Regions from separate parts of the Lactuca sativa genome. Here region 2 is linked to region 1. The links are chromatin contacts, called in public Hi-C maps. All regions are on one chromosome and are shown on one strand. Each heading gives the region's core, a stretch centred on a gene start, on an enhancer-like site or on the middle of the called end of the contact. The rest is flanking DNA. Distances are from core to core; before and after follow the strand shown.

What was found. Hi-C and Micro-C count contacts between places; a contact is called where the count stands out from the background.
Region 2: a contact with region 1 is called in a Hi-C map of leaf, with 4 times the contacts expected there. The contact joins the promoter of LOC111915667 here to the promoter of LOC111915686 in region 1. A contact is called at or near these places in 3 of 4 Hi-C or Micro-C datasets (leaf and seed).

What each region holds. Positions count from the first base shown.
Region 1 is chr1:18,654,083-18,661,791 of Lsat_Salinas_v11, forward strand. LOC111915686 (UDP-glycosyltransferase 89B2) reads left to right here and starts at 2,668. Exons shown (of 1, transcript XM_023911317.3): 1 at 2,668-4,373. The coding sequence starts at 2,852. The coding sequence ends at 4,261.
Region 2 is chr1:18,864,841-18,872,549 of Lsat_Salinas_v11, forward strand. LOC111915667 reads left to right here and starts at 2,849. Exons shown (of 1, transcript XM_023911304.1): 1 at 2,849-3,979. The coding sequence starts at 2,849. The coding sequence ends at 3,979.

The DNA.
Region 1 (7,709 bases), core at 1,418-3,917:
GAAGACCGAAGTGATCTTGAAGTTTTGAAGCTTACGAGATGATACAATTGGAAGTTCGGAGGTGATGTATTTGAAATGGGTTTGGTTTTATTGAAGATTTTTAGGGTGTGTTTTTATGCGCAACTTTTGGGTGATTACTTGGAATTAATCATTCGTTGCTGCTCGGATTGTATGGTCTCACATCCTAGAGCCCAAATTGAAGAATCGTGGAAGAATTGAAGACTGAAGTTCGTTTCAACATGTGTCACCTTTGAGGCTCGAACCGCGTAGTTGCTCGACTTTGGAAGAATTGAAGTGGGTCATTCATTCCTAACTTTGAGGGGGAGAATGTTGGGGTGCAAGGTTATTCATGATTGACTTTGTAAATGTTTGACTTTTGTAAAACCCACTTGCATGTGGAGTATTTGCCTTTTGACACATGTGTCAGTGAGAGTGAGCGAGAGACATGTAAACACCTCTATATAAGGTGGGTTCATACCACTTGTAGAGGTGTGCTTGAGAGATGTAAAAGTGAGTGTGTAAGTGTGTGTTATTTATGTAGTCTAGATCTAGATCCTTTTTGTAACACCATATACAATCAATTCATCTCTTGATCACCCAAATCACCATGTTCAATTGTGCAAGCTTTAATTCCGCATGTCAAACCATGTTCTTTGTCACTACAAATATCATGTTTTAGCTACGGAATTTTTCCGTAGTTATTTCGACTTTTTCTTGTAGTGAAGAACAAAAGAATAAAGTGTGTATATATACCTAACCAACATTAATAACAAGAATGTGAGCTGTCATGGCTACCTTTTTAGCATCACCACTTTCAAAAGGCTTCATCACAATTATGTTTGAATACCCTTCAACTGTTCTTATTGTGTCTGGAAAACAATATCAAATCAAAATGAATCAACTGGTGTTATTTTTATATCAAAGAAGTTAAAAAAAGTACCTTCGAGTGTCTCTCCTTTTACAGCAGATGAAAACTCTCGTGCATTTTCTGTAGTCCAAAACTCCCCACCAAACCATTCGACAATCCCAAAATACTCCCTCTAATAATCCATTCGTGTGGCAGATTTGGGACCGGTAAGCAATAAACATCCCCACCAAACTCAAAATGAAACCCACCAAGACTAGATAACTATATAATTTTTTAGATTAAAACCTAGAAACCAAAAATCGACTAACTGATCACGATGACACCCATAAACATAAAAACCTTAATTTATCAGCAAATTTGGGAGAACTTATGGTAAGGGTAAGGGGCTTGGTTCATGTGTTTTTTATATATATTGTGTGTTAAAATACACAAATAAGAATTTTATAAAATTAAATAATTATTTAATTAAATAAATATATATTAATGATTTCCATAATTGTATGTATATTAAATTATATCTATAATTATAATTCTCTTTTTTATGGAAACTAATTAAATTCGTCATTAATGTCAGCAATAACATTCTTTCATAATGAATTTGTATCTAGGTTTTCATGTATGAGTTTGTGTTTTGTTTTTTGGACTCACTCACTTAAAATACAACAAATTTGCCTTGAATATGAAGAACGAGAGTGTATTCTACTAAAATACACTCTCATTTTGTTAAAATATATTCTCATTCTTTTAGAATAAACTTTCATTCTACTATAATGCATTCTCATTCTTCATGTTTTAGTCAACTTTGTTGCATTTTGAGTGAATGAGTCATGAAACAAAATACAAACTCATACAAGAAAAACTATATGCAAATTCATTCTAAAAAAATATGATTGTTGATATTAATAATTAATTTAATTAGTTTCCATAAAAAAAATTATAATTATGGATATCATTTAATATACATATAATTATGAAAATCATTTAATATTTATCTTTATTTAATTAAATAATAATTTAATTTTTATTAAATTTTTATTCTAATAAACAATAAATGTGACAAATATTTGAACCTAACTTTAGTGATAAGATCTTTACGGTTAGATTGATCTAACAAAACAAAAACTAAATAGAATAACTCTAGATATGACAAATTGGGTGCTAATTTCTGTAGTTCTTGTTGGAAAAGAGAAGTATATGAGGACCCAAATATGGTTTAAAAAATATTCAATGAAAGATGGGTTATAGAATCCGAAATCGACGATCAAAATCAAAATAGTTGTGATTAAGAATATTAACATAGATAATCTGGTTCTAGAGGAGGGAATTCTCTGATTCACAGAGCTCAAGTGGAGGGAATTGTTACTTTCATAAAAAGTTTTAAAAATAGTCGACGATTAAAACTGATTTAAATTAATATGATTATTTTGTTAGATAAAGTCATAAAACTAATAGAGATGCGATGAAAAAAATAAAAAATTAGTCAAAACATAAAACTATGCAAATTATTACGTGATATATGATTTATTGGAGGTGCTCTAGCCTATAAGATGCCAAAAGAAATAAGATTATACATTTTTTGGATAATGGTCAATAGAAAATGTGTAGTCAAATAAATACCATACATTACATTTTCTTATTTATACGTGTATGTTGTAAAGTCTAAACAAAGTTACATAAAGTCGAGGTTGATACATTCAACGCTGTCTTTCCAAAATATAAAATAATTTACTAATAATCTGGCTTTAACTTAATATAAGCATATCACATAAAAAATTAACGTTGAAACATTCAACGCTCCAAATACAATTTTTATATTTTGCCTGAAAATTTTATTTGATTTTATAATGTTTGCCACATTGTAGTGCCAAGATCAGTGCTCATTACCAACCCATTTTCTTTAATTATGACAAAAGTTTTGATAAATGTACAAGGAGGACAGAGACCACCCGACCTACCTTGGCGAACAGCTCGCCGCCGCTGACCATGGAAGTTTCCGGCACCGGCGCCCACGTCCTGGTATTCCCATACCCTGCACAGGGACACATGCTTGCTCTCCTTGATCTCACCCACCAATTAGCCACCCGAGGTTTATCCATCACCATACTCGTCACTCCCAAAAACGTTCCACAGTTAACCCCTCTTCTCTCCGCTCATCCAACCACCATAAAAAGCCTCGTCCTACCCTTCCCATACCACCCTTCCATTCCTTCCGGCGTCGAGAATGCTTCCGACCTTCCATTTTCTGCCTTCAACGACATGATGGTCGCCCTAGGCGATCTCTACAACCCCATACTTGAATGGTTCCGCAACCACCCTTCTCCGCCAGTAGCCATCGTCTCCGATTTGTTTTTGGGGTGGACGCATAACCTCGCATGCCAGCTCGGCATCCACCGTTACGTGTTTTCTCCCACCGGTGCTTTGGGTCTGTCTGTGATCAACTCCCTGTGGCGTTTCCTCCCCAAAAGAGATGACCCAACAAACGTCAACACTCTGATTTCATTTCCAAACATCCCCAACTGCCCAACCTTCCCATGGTGGCAGGTGTCCCCGGTGTACCGGAGCTACGTAGAAGGAGACCCAACTACGGAGTTCGTCAAAGATGGGTTACGTGCCAATATGGCGAGTTGGGGAGTCATTATCAACTCGTTTAGGGAGTTGGATCAGATATACTTCGATCACATAAAGGCGGAATCTGGCCATGATCGTGTGTTCTCCGTTGGACCTTTACTTCCTTCTAGCAAGAATACTACCAAAAGAGGTGGTTCTAGTTCAAGCTCTAGTGACGTACTTTCATGGCTCGATAAATGTGCTGCTCACACGGTGGTGTTCCTAAGTTTCGGAAGTCAGTTTGTGTTGACCAACAAGCAGATGGAGGAAATAGCAGTCGGGTTAGAGAGAAGCGGTGTCAAGTTCGTATGGGCAGTGAAGGAACCCACCGGAGGACATGCTGCCGGAGCCTACGGGAAGATTCCAGACGGATTCGAAGATCGGGTGGTCGACAGGGGAGTTGTTGTCAGAGGTTGGGTTCCGCAGGTGGCGATACTTAATCATGGTGCTGTGGTTGCATTATTGACTCATTGTGGTTGGAATTCAATCATGGAAGCGTTGATGGCCGGAGTTTTAATGCTGACATGGCCGATGAGCGCTGATAACTTCTCCAATGCGATGCTGTTGCACCAGATGAAAGTCGGTCTCAAAGCATATGAAGGAGCTGATACCGTTCCTGATTCAGGTGAGTTGGCACGACTATTTAGGAAATTGGTGAGTGAGGAAACAAGAGTGGAAAGAAAAAGAGTGACAGAGTTCGCCATAGCCGCGAAGGAAGCTGTCGGAGAAGGTGGAAGTTCGTGGAAAGATTTGGACCAACTAGTCCTCAACTTGTTCCGTAAATGAAAGACAAAATTGCAAAAATAGTCGGGATGTAATTTTTTTTGGGATTTTAGTCTAAACCATAACGTTTTTGGATTGATGGTCCTTTTAAAGAAGTTTCGTTACGTTTTTAGTCCCTCTGAATAGTAAAATGACTGTAATACCCTTGGATTATTTATTTTTTATTTTTCTTTCATTTTTTTAATCTAATTCTAATATATGTATTTTAATAATTAATAAATAAAAAGGGGTCCTCTCTCTCTCTCTCTCTCTCTCTCTCTCTCTCTCTTCTCTCTCTCTCTCTCTCTCTCTCTCTCTCTCTCTCTCTCTCTCTCTCTCTCTCTCTCTCTCTCTCTCTCTCTCTCTCTCTCTCTCTCTCTCTCTCTCTCTCTCTCTCTGTGTACCCATAACCTGACAACTACAAGCACACACTAAAACCACACACATTGGTCCACATGATTAACCACTCACCCTAAATGAACATTAGCTTTGGTTCAAGAAATGAGAAGCACAAACGATTTCTATCATCATTATAGTCGGACCTGCATCGCCCACCATTTCCAGACCTTCATCATCGTTGATCTGCACTTTGTCGCCGACACCTATCGTCACTTCTCCCCCTCCCTCTCTCAGGTAAGGTAAGGAATGGAATGATTAATTCCCTTGATTTTTCAAGGAGATATCCTTTTCATCATTTCTTCCGATTTAAACATTTTATGTTTTTTTTACCTTGTAAATACACGCAGGAACACGGTGTAGCAGGAACACCCTGTAGCAACAAAACCTGCCATGGTTGCAAACAACTTTGCTATTGATGCATAACAACAAAAACAATATCACTCTGGTTCTCGTTTATATTGTTCTTGAATGGACGCTTATAACCCTCATACTCCTTCATTATGTTTTCTCATACTTAATCATCAAAATTTCCCAATTCTTTGGCTTAGCCCCTTACGTTTCTAGTGTGGTATAATTGTTAAATTAGCGACCATGCTAAATTAACTCCACCCCCTTTCTTCTTACTGGCAATTTGATTTCGAACATAACAGGTATATGTGCTTTAATCAATGGTGCATACGCTTCCTGGCATCTTTGTTTTTTCCGGCCCGATCGAGTCGAAGGAATCATCGTTCTCGGTGTTGTGTTCTTTCCTATATCTACAGATATCAATCTGACTCAATTGTTGACCAAATCATTCAGATTCAGTGGCAGCCATGGTTGTGGCGGTAGTGGCGGGTGGTGGTGGGTTCTTTCTGTGATGGTGGTTGGTTTTTTACGGCGCCAATGAGTGGTGGTGTTTCTAGGTTTTCAGATGTGCGATGTGCTTGGGTGCCGTATAATCAAGTTTACTGAAGATTCATAGTCATTGACAAATAAAATATGGATATGATAATGGTTGAGCCCAAAATCATCCTACAATTGTAATTGTGAACTGTAAAATGTGTGTGTTCGATTTCTTGGTGGTCTCCACTTAAGCTTCATGGAGAGAGAGAGAGAGAGAGAGAGAGAGAGACCCCTTTTTATTTGATTAATTATTAAAATACATATATTAGAATTAGATTAAAAAAATGAAAGAAAAAATAAAAAATAAATAACCCAAGGGTATTACAGTCATTTTACTATTCAGAGGGACTAAAAGGCAACGAAACTACCTCAAAAGAACCACCAATCCAAAAAAGTCGTGGTTTGGACTAAGACCCCAAAAAAATGCATATCATAGGGACCATTTTTGCAATTTTGTCTAAATGAAATTATACTTTGTTGAAAAAATGTAATAATTTATAACTTGTTTCAAATAAATAATGATCTGTTTACTACAAGCTAAACAATGTCACATTAATAATATATTTGTATAAAGTATAAGCTTGTACTTTATTATTGTTATTATTATTATTATTTACTTTTTTGATCGCTACTCAGAAGTTCGGACATCCATAATGTTGAACTTCATAGAATTCAATAGATTGCCACATTATTTTTTTAAATTTCATACAACTCAATCAATTTTGTTCTACAATACATTCAACTCCACAAAATTCAATAGAGAATTACAAAAGCTAATTTATAGTACTCCCTCCGTTCCAAAATTATTGTCCTCAGACAAAAAACACAAAGATTAAAGAAGCATTAATTACCAATAACTTTATACAATAAAATGACAGTTTTGTCAATACTTTGCATTTAATGTTCCATTAAATTATTAGTTGGTTAAGTGGACTATTATTTTTGTAAAAATGTTATTTATTTTAAAAATAAACTATTATTTTGGAACAAATCAAAAAGGAAATATGAGCTATAATTTTAAGACGGAGGGAGTATGTATTTAAGATAAGAAAACTTTATTTTTTCTCACTAAAGAGTTCAATGATCATTGAACTCGAAATCAATTGAATATTAATGTGGCTTCTTACTATGGTAGAGTTTTATCAATTGAATACGAAATTGTAACTCAAGACTTACAATTTAAGAGGCAAAGCCTCTACCAAGTGGGATAGTCCCACATTGGCATCCTTAATTATTATTTGAGTAAATTATAAATTTAGTTTATGCAATTAATACGAAATTACAAGTGAAATCCTAGTTTTGATTTTGTCCTCGCGATCGATGCTTCTATTTTGCTGGGATTCCATTTCATTTATCATTTTCTTGATTATCTCTTTTGTATTATTATTATTATTATTATTATTATTATTATTATTATTATTACACTACTAGAAAACTAGATAATTACCTACGACAATATTCGTAGGAAATTTGTAGGAGCAAGGCGTTATCTATATAATTCCAACAAAAAACGGGCACCAATTGCTTTTTCCTACAAAATACCTACAGACTTTATTGGATTTTATTTCGTACAGAATACCTACATAATATTTATTTCCTATAAAATTTTCTGTAACGCCATTTTCCAGATATTTGCATTGTTGGTCTTGCTTTGTGCTTAGTTTTGTATTTTGTTCCCAAACACCAGACGTTGGAATGGAATGTCAGGCGTTGAAACGCCAGGCGTAGGTTTATGGACATTAGGCGTTCACATGTAGAGTACAAACTCTAATTTTTAGGGTTTGCATCATATTTAAAGGCCATTATAGCCTCAAAACATTTCTTATCTCCAGCCTCCGTCCCTTATAGCCCTCATTTTGAAACCCTAAGTGAGTATGAGTGTTTTGAAATTTGGAGTAGCATTTTGGTATCATTTTAGTGTTCTTGGTGGAGAAGGAAGATCTTTGAAGTGTTGGTGTTGCCCTCTAGCCTTTGGATCTGGACTCTTAGTATCTTAGAACACCTTTTGAGGTATAAAGTTCAGATCTTGATGACTTCCTTATTAGATCTTTATTAAGTGTAGCTTTATGTCCTTTTTGGTCCTAAGAACTTGACTTTTGTGAGTTTGGAGTGCTCCAGAGATTTGGGTTGTCCTTTCAAGCATTTTGTGGTGGTTAGAATCATAAAAATGCAAGCTTAGACCTTGATA
Region 2 (7,709 bases), core at 1,599-4,098, 210 kb after region 1:
TTCCTTGCAAAGCTTGTTACTATTGCACTATGTGGTGTCGGTTTCTAGTTAGAGTTCATTTCATATATATATTTTTTTAATTATAGTTCGTTGGGTACTTGTTTCACTCACCAGTCCCTGGCTACATGCGTTTGTTATATTATATACTAGTTGTGAAACCCGTATATTATACGGGTTAATTAAAACATAATGTTAAACATGAACAATTAAATGAAAAGTTTATTTGAATTTGAAATATGAAATAAGTGAAAATTATGAAAAAAAATGCAAAAAATAAATTAATTAAAATTATGTGTTTAATTGTTAGACCCGTGTACTAAACGATTTATTATAATAAAATGTTAAATACAAATGTTTAAAATGTAAATTTATTTGAAATTGAAATTTCAAATTTCAAATTTAAAATTTGAAATTAATAGTTATTATAGTAGGTTTAATTTATGGAAACTAAATTAATGATATAGTGGAAATGAATAATGAAGTAATTGACAAGTGGAAAACAAATATATTTCAAAATTATGACAAAATGACATGTGGCCAAATAAATGAGAGAATGACAAGTGGCAATTACATTTTCATTTATTAGGATAGATACTGTTTAAATAATGTTGCCGTTCAAAATAAATAAATAAAATAATAAATAATAAGATCAATCGAAAATTATAATATAGTATTCATAAATTGAATTAGGCTTCTCGTAAAAACAACCGCGCGGTGGCCAACAGGCCAACTTTTCAATGGTAATTGGGTCAAACATTTGCATGTGACATGCGAATCATCAAAATGAGGTAAAGCCTTTTACGATGTCGTTTAATGATATTCCGTACACACAACCATGCGCCATTTTACATTTTGTGTCTCGTTTCGACAATCAGCCTATTAGAAGCTCATACAGAAGCAAGCGCCAATCATCCATAGGCGAAAACCTTCCAGCTAACCGTAAATGCGTTTAATTTATTTTCAAAACCGATTGGTATAATTATTTTTGCGGTACAGTTATGCGGTTTTTTATTTTATTATTAGTTGTCGGATTATTAACCGCATGGATTTGATACGATTATTTTGTGTGGTTTTTAGACACCGTTAACCATTTATGATTTTTCATGACTCATTTAAATAATTAAGACTTTTTTTAAACGGTTTTAATAGCTCAAAATGTTACTTGTAATAATTAAAAAAACATAAAATATAAGACAATTAACTTAAATTACAAACGAATAATATCTTAAAAAAACATAATGTAATTAATAATTACCAATAAATATATTAAAATACGAGTTAAGCAGGAGACAACATTGATTGTTTGAGCATGACTACATGAGGGAGACTAGGGCAAACACGATAGAAAAGATTTTTTTGAGAAGTCCTGCTCAGCTCAAAGACTCAACTTTTAGTTCTTATTTATTTATTTTTAATATTCAATATATTAACAATTAATAAAAATATATATAATATTATAATATATGAGGTACGTTACGGTTTTTGTGATTTTTGAAAATTAAAAACTGCACCTCATAGCAATTTTACGATTTTTGAAAAGCAAAAAACCTCACAATCGGTTTTTGTTGTTGTTCTAGTTTATACAATTTTTTCGATTATTTTTAAGTGCGGTGCGATTTGTGCTCAATCCTACCAACGACCATCTCACACTCCCACCCATGTCATACACAAAACATAAATTTGTGATTTATTTTGTTTTGTTAATTTATAATCTTTGGTTAGAAATGTTTATTTTCAATTCTATCAAGAGATGTAACAAAGATTACATTATAAGCCATTTTTAACCATGTGATAGTTAATATTAAAATATTTCATTAGAAAAAAGTGGTCTCACGGTCTGACAAAATTAAATCCGTCTCAAATGAACTTATCTCTCTTTCTCTCTCTCTCTCTCTCTCTCTCTCTCTCTCTCTCTCTCTATATATATATATATATATATATATATATATATATATATATATATATATATATATATATAGAGAGAGAGAGAGAGATTTAATGAGTTTTTATCTTGTTTGATTAATTAATATTATTAATAAAGTTTAATTATAAGTAAATAATGGATAGAATATAATTGAAACTTTACATTGTGTGATTTATCGAAGGAATTTCATGATCATTTATGCTAGTGTTTAATTTATCGTTGGGATTTTAACAACCTTTAAAAAGGTCTATACAAGTGTTTAGGACTACCAAATAAAGACACCGAGAAGTTTTTTGCAAAGACAAAATTAAAAGTTTGGTTAAATGAGATTTGGTCATCGGGGAAGAAATCCAACAAAAAGGTGTTACTTTTCAAAGCTGATTTCAACAAAGCCTTCGACTCGGTGAATTGGAACTTCCTTGACCCTATGATGCAACAAATGAATTTCGGAATAAAATGGAGAATGTGGATGAAAGGATGCTTAGAGTCAGCTAGGGCATCGGTTTTGGTGAACGGTTGTCCAACGGCAGAATTCCAACTAGAAAGAGGCGTAAGGCAAGGAGACCCCCTATCTCCCTTTCTTTTTATTTTGGTTATGGAATGATTAAATATTGCGTTAAAGGAAGCAATATCAAAAGGAGTTTTCCAGGGAATATCTATTCCCAACTCTACTATTCATCTCTCTCACCTATTCTATGCTGACGATGCCATCTTCATTGGTGAATGATCAAAACAAAATATAAAGAACTTAGCAAGGATCCTTAAGTGTTTTCAAGTATCCTCTGGGTTGAGTGTTAATTTCAATAAGTCGAAAGTCTATGGTATATGTGTTGATCCTCATGAGGTAGAAAGATGGTCGTCACCTTTGGGATGTGAGTCGAGCTCAATTCCCTTCACGTATCTCAGGTTCCAGTAGGCGCGAATATGAACCGCAAAAACTCCTGGAAGCCAGTGATAGAAAAAATTAACAATAAACTCTTTGGATGGAAATCAAAGACTTTGAGTTTTGGGGGGAGGCTTACATTAGCAATTTCAGTCCTAGGGAGTCTTCCCTTTTTTTACTTATCAATTTTTGCAGCTCCAGTGGGGGTTATCGAAACCATGGAGAGAATAAGGAGGAATTTCATATGGGAAGGATCAAATAACACATCAAAAATCCGATGGGTGGCATGGGAAAAAATCCTCTCTCCAAAAGAAGTGGGCGGACTAGGTCTCGGATCCATTAAGTCACTGAACTTGGCATTATTATCAAAATGGAGATGGAAATTTTTAAAGGAAAGGTGTGCATTATGGGCAAGGATTATAAAAGGTATTCATAAAATTGATATACAGCTACCATCTAGGATGTCATCCAGATATATTTGTGGTGTGTGGAAAAACATAGATAATTGCAAAACTGCACTGGAGAAATTAAATATTGCAGGTTCTGAAGTTATTCGGCGAGACCAAGAGGGAACAGGATGGGAATCGGATTTTGAAATGGATGGACAGTTTAGTATTGCAGCCTTAAGGAGGAGGATTGACCGGGCAAACCATCTGATTCCCGATGGAGTATTTCAATGGAATAATTGGATACCCATCAAAGTAAGTTGTTTTATTTGGAGGGCAAGATGGGACCGAATCCCGACTGCTCTCGCTCTTTCTAGATGGGGAGTTCAGGTCCAATCTGTACAATGCAGTGCTTGTGTATTTGGAATGGAGTCAGCAGATCACCTGTTACTGGAATGTCCTTTCGTTGCAAAAATTTGGAACCAGATCTGGGAATGGTGTAGAGTCAAACCTCAACGATGTTCTAGGGTAAAGGAGTTGTTAACTAACATGACAATATTTGGGGAATGTCTAAAACGGAAGAAAACATTGCATTCAATCATTTCTGGTGCATTATGGGGTATTTGGAGAGGTAGAAATGAGAGAGTACTTAACACAAGATTCGCTTCCCCGGAATTGGTGTTTGAAGGAATTAGATCAGTGGTTCACGTTTGGATCAAGCATCATTATGGGAAAGGAAATTTTATTTGGGGGGGAATGGCTAAAAACTCCTTTTTATTTATGTAATTCTTAGATTCAAAGTGAATTGTAATTTGGCACCCTTTAGCTTCTTGTTAGGGTTGCTTTTAATAAAATTTGTCAGTTCCAAAAAAAAAAAGGTTGGTTCAAAATATTTTGAAGTTATATCAGTGGTCCAAAACTTTTATTTTGTTGAGAGTTGGGTTAAGTTTGATTTGATATTTTTTAAAATGACAAATTTACCCTTTAGTTTCGTTTTTTAGTTTACTTTTTTTATTACAAAAATTATAAAAAAAAACAAAAAATACTACCCTTCCGCTAAATCCACCATCACCCATATATATATATATATATATATATATATATATATATATATATATATATATATATATATATATATATATATATATATATATATATATATATATATATATATATATATATATATATATCACTACCATCACACCCTCGGTAAACGCCACCAACACTGTCGTCAGTCACCGTCACCACCATCACCGTCGGTCACTGCCGCCACTGTCGGTCATCACCGCAACACAAATTTTGCATATCTGAATAACAAAAAACTAAAATAATTTCAGATCTACGATTTCAAATTCAAACTCAAGACCTACCACCATCATCTGTTGGATTCAAACACTTTCTTTTTTATCTGAAAAATAAAACATTCTATTTTTCCTGATCTACAACTTTAACCTCAAGAATAACCAGATTTTTAAACCCATAAGAACAATTAGATTTGTAATAACAACACATTACTAGATTTGAAACCACAAGAAAAACAAGATTTGTAAACGTACAAGCAATAAATGTATGGTATGGGCACGTTCAAACCCTAACAAAACCAGATGGTCTATGTGAGTTCGAAATTGGATCTAGAAAGACGAAAAAGGGTGGTCCGAGCTCCAACAACGAACATATGTGTAGCTCCAACAACAAACATATGGTATGGGCCCTTTGACAGTTCTGAATATACTTCTTCGGAGCCGCTGCTCATAGCAAACCCATCGTCTTCTCAAAGTGTAACATCAACGCCACCATCTTCAATTCTGGAAAGACAAAGGATATGACGATGTAGGAAAACCCTAAATGAGCAGTGACGCTAGGGTTTCAGTATCTCATAGCTCGTAGCCGTCTTTAGGGAACGATAGATTGGAAGAGAGAATAATATGAAGTTAGGATTTTTGAAAATGCGAAATCTTGAGCTAGGGCCTCTTATATGTGGGGTGGCGACGAAGTGAGCGACATTAGCGTATGTGTTGTACAACGATGCTAGCGGTGGCGAATTTCGAACATATCTCCTTCGTTAGACCTCCTCCGTCACCAGCCTCCTATTTATGAACCCTTCTTCATCTTTCTGGATCTAACGAGAAGGTGCTACGCTTGAAAATAGATGGCGGTAGGATGGTGGTGCTCTATCTCATCTTTAGGCTACATGTGATGGTACTGATTGGTGGTGATGGTGGAGTTCAAAACTCTAGCCGATGGTGGTGGTCGTATTTTCTATTTGTGAAACACATATTAAGATATGTAAAAGAGGGGGAGAGAGAGAGAGAGGGTGGGGCTTGTTTTTTTTTTTTTTTTTTTTCTACAATAAAAAAGAAACATAATAGAAAAATGGTAAAGTAATTAAAAAGGAAAAGACAAGGGCAAATCTATCTTTAAAAAGAAAGTTTTGAAAATTTTAGACTAAACTCAGAACAAATTGAAAGTTTTGGACCACTAGTACAATTTCAAAATATTGGACGAAACATACATACCACATACCACAGTAACCAAACTTGCAATTTTTTCGTTTTGCATACTATGGAGCTTAAGCATTACTATATATATATATATATATATATATATATATATATATATATATATATATATATATATATATATATATATATATATATATATAGGTTTATTTAAAACCATATTACTTTTGTAAGACCGTTAGACCCAATCTAAAAATAATTATAAAATGAAAATAAAAGGAAAAATAAAAAATAATCTTTTTTAATTAATATTTTCGTCATTTTCTAATAGAATATTACACGGTAAATATTCCAATATGATTTTTAGAATATTATAATATTCTAGTAGATTTGTCAGATATATAAAATATTCTAATATTTTACTAGAATATTTTAATATTCTTCTAGAATATTTCACAGATATTTCAAAACAACCGTATTTTTTTTTAATTTTTATATTTTTTTTGGATGAAAAAAGTGACGAAAACAATATTTTAAAAAAAATCAAGAATTTTCAATTATTTTTCATTTTAAAAATGTTTTTTTTTATCTACAAAATGAGTGGCTTGGATTGCGCTCCCCGTCTCACAAAACATAGTGATCTCACATGAACCTAACCATATATATATATATATATATATATATATATATATATATATATATATATATATATATATATATAGAGAGAGAGAGAGAGAGAGAGAGAGAGAGAGAGGGAGAATTCAATTGAGAAAATAAAAAAGATTGAGAATAGAGGAATCATTTCAGCCAATCATTTATTTTTGTCGCAAAACCGTCCATCGTACCAAAAAAAAGAGAAAAGGAACACACATGTGTTTTGGGACAAAACATGTTTCCTTAAATTAGGCTAATCATTACCTTAATGTATTCAAAAAATATAGTTTTTTTTTTGTTTTTTTTTCTAATTTTTAAGAAGCAATTTTATTCGAAAAACGAATTAAAATATATCACAATTTATAAATTTTTATTCTCTATAAATAAACAATCACACTGATATAGTTTTAAGATAAAATATATTTTTTTTTTATAGTTTCAGCTCTTGTTATTCATAAGTAAATAAAAATACATCAGATTTTTATTACAGTATATTCGTTATTCACTTATTATTAAAAAATATGATTAATTTTTATTACAGTTTAAGTATCATTCGGTAACATTCAGATTTTCAAGACCAAAAATTTTGTTTTAATTAAGTAACTTATAAAACAATTTACTGAAAAACATCATTGATTTACATCGTTTCATAAAACCATAGTTACGTGTCTCAAAACCATGCCATAAAGTAATAATAATGTCAGAGTACAATCCCAAAAATCTCATAATGCAGAAATCCTATGTGTGTGTGATGCACTGCTACCATGCCAACCCTTTCCCCTTCGCAGAAGAGGTACCTGAAAACAAAACTAAAAACTGTAAGCACGAAGCTTAGTGAGTTCCCCCATCATACCACATACCATACATAACACATAATGTCAGGCATATCTGGGTGTCCGACCTACCCTGCTGAGCGTATCGGGGTGCTCGACCTACCCCTGCTAGGCATACCAGGGTGCCTAACCTACCCCTATAAGACATACCGGAGTGTCCAACCTACCCCTCCGGTTTATCTCATAAGGTTACCTGGACTATTTCACCCCTACTACTACCACATAAAAACATAGCATAATCATACTGTCAGGTATACCGGGGTGCCCCGAACTACCCCTTGGCCATATCGACCGGATCCCCCTACTATCACAATACATCATATCAGGCTAGCACATAATCACAACAGATAACAATATACCAGATAATTATCACAAAGACAATTATCTACACTATAACTCTTACTAGTGGGCCGGCCTTGGTGCCTTAGAGTCACTCCTATTGGAAGGTAACTCACCTCAATGTTGTGTAGTAGCTGAACTGGCCTCGATGCTGGAACCGACTCCTCTCAAACTCCTACACATAACAACCTTCCTTAATTACCATTTCATACCCATAAACCATTTCAAGGG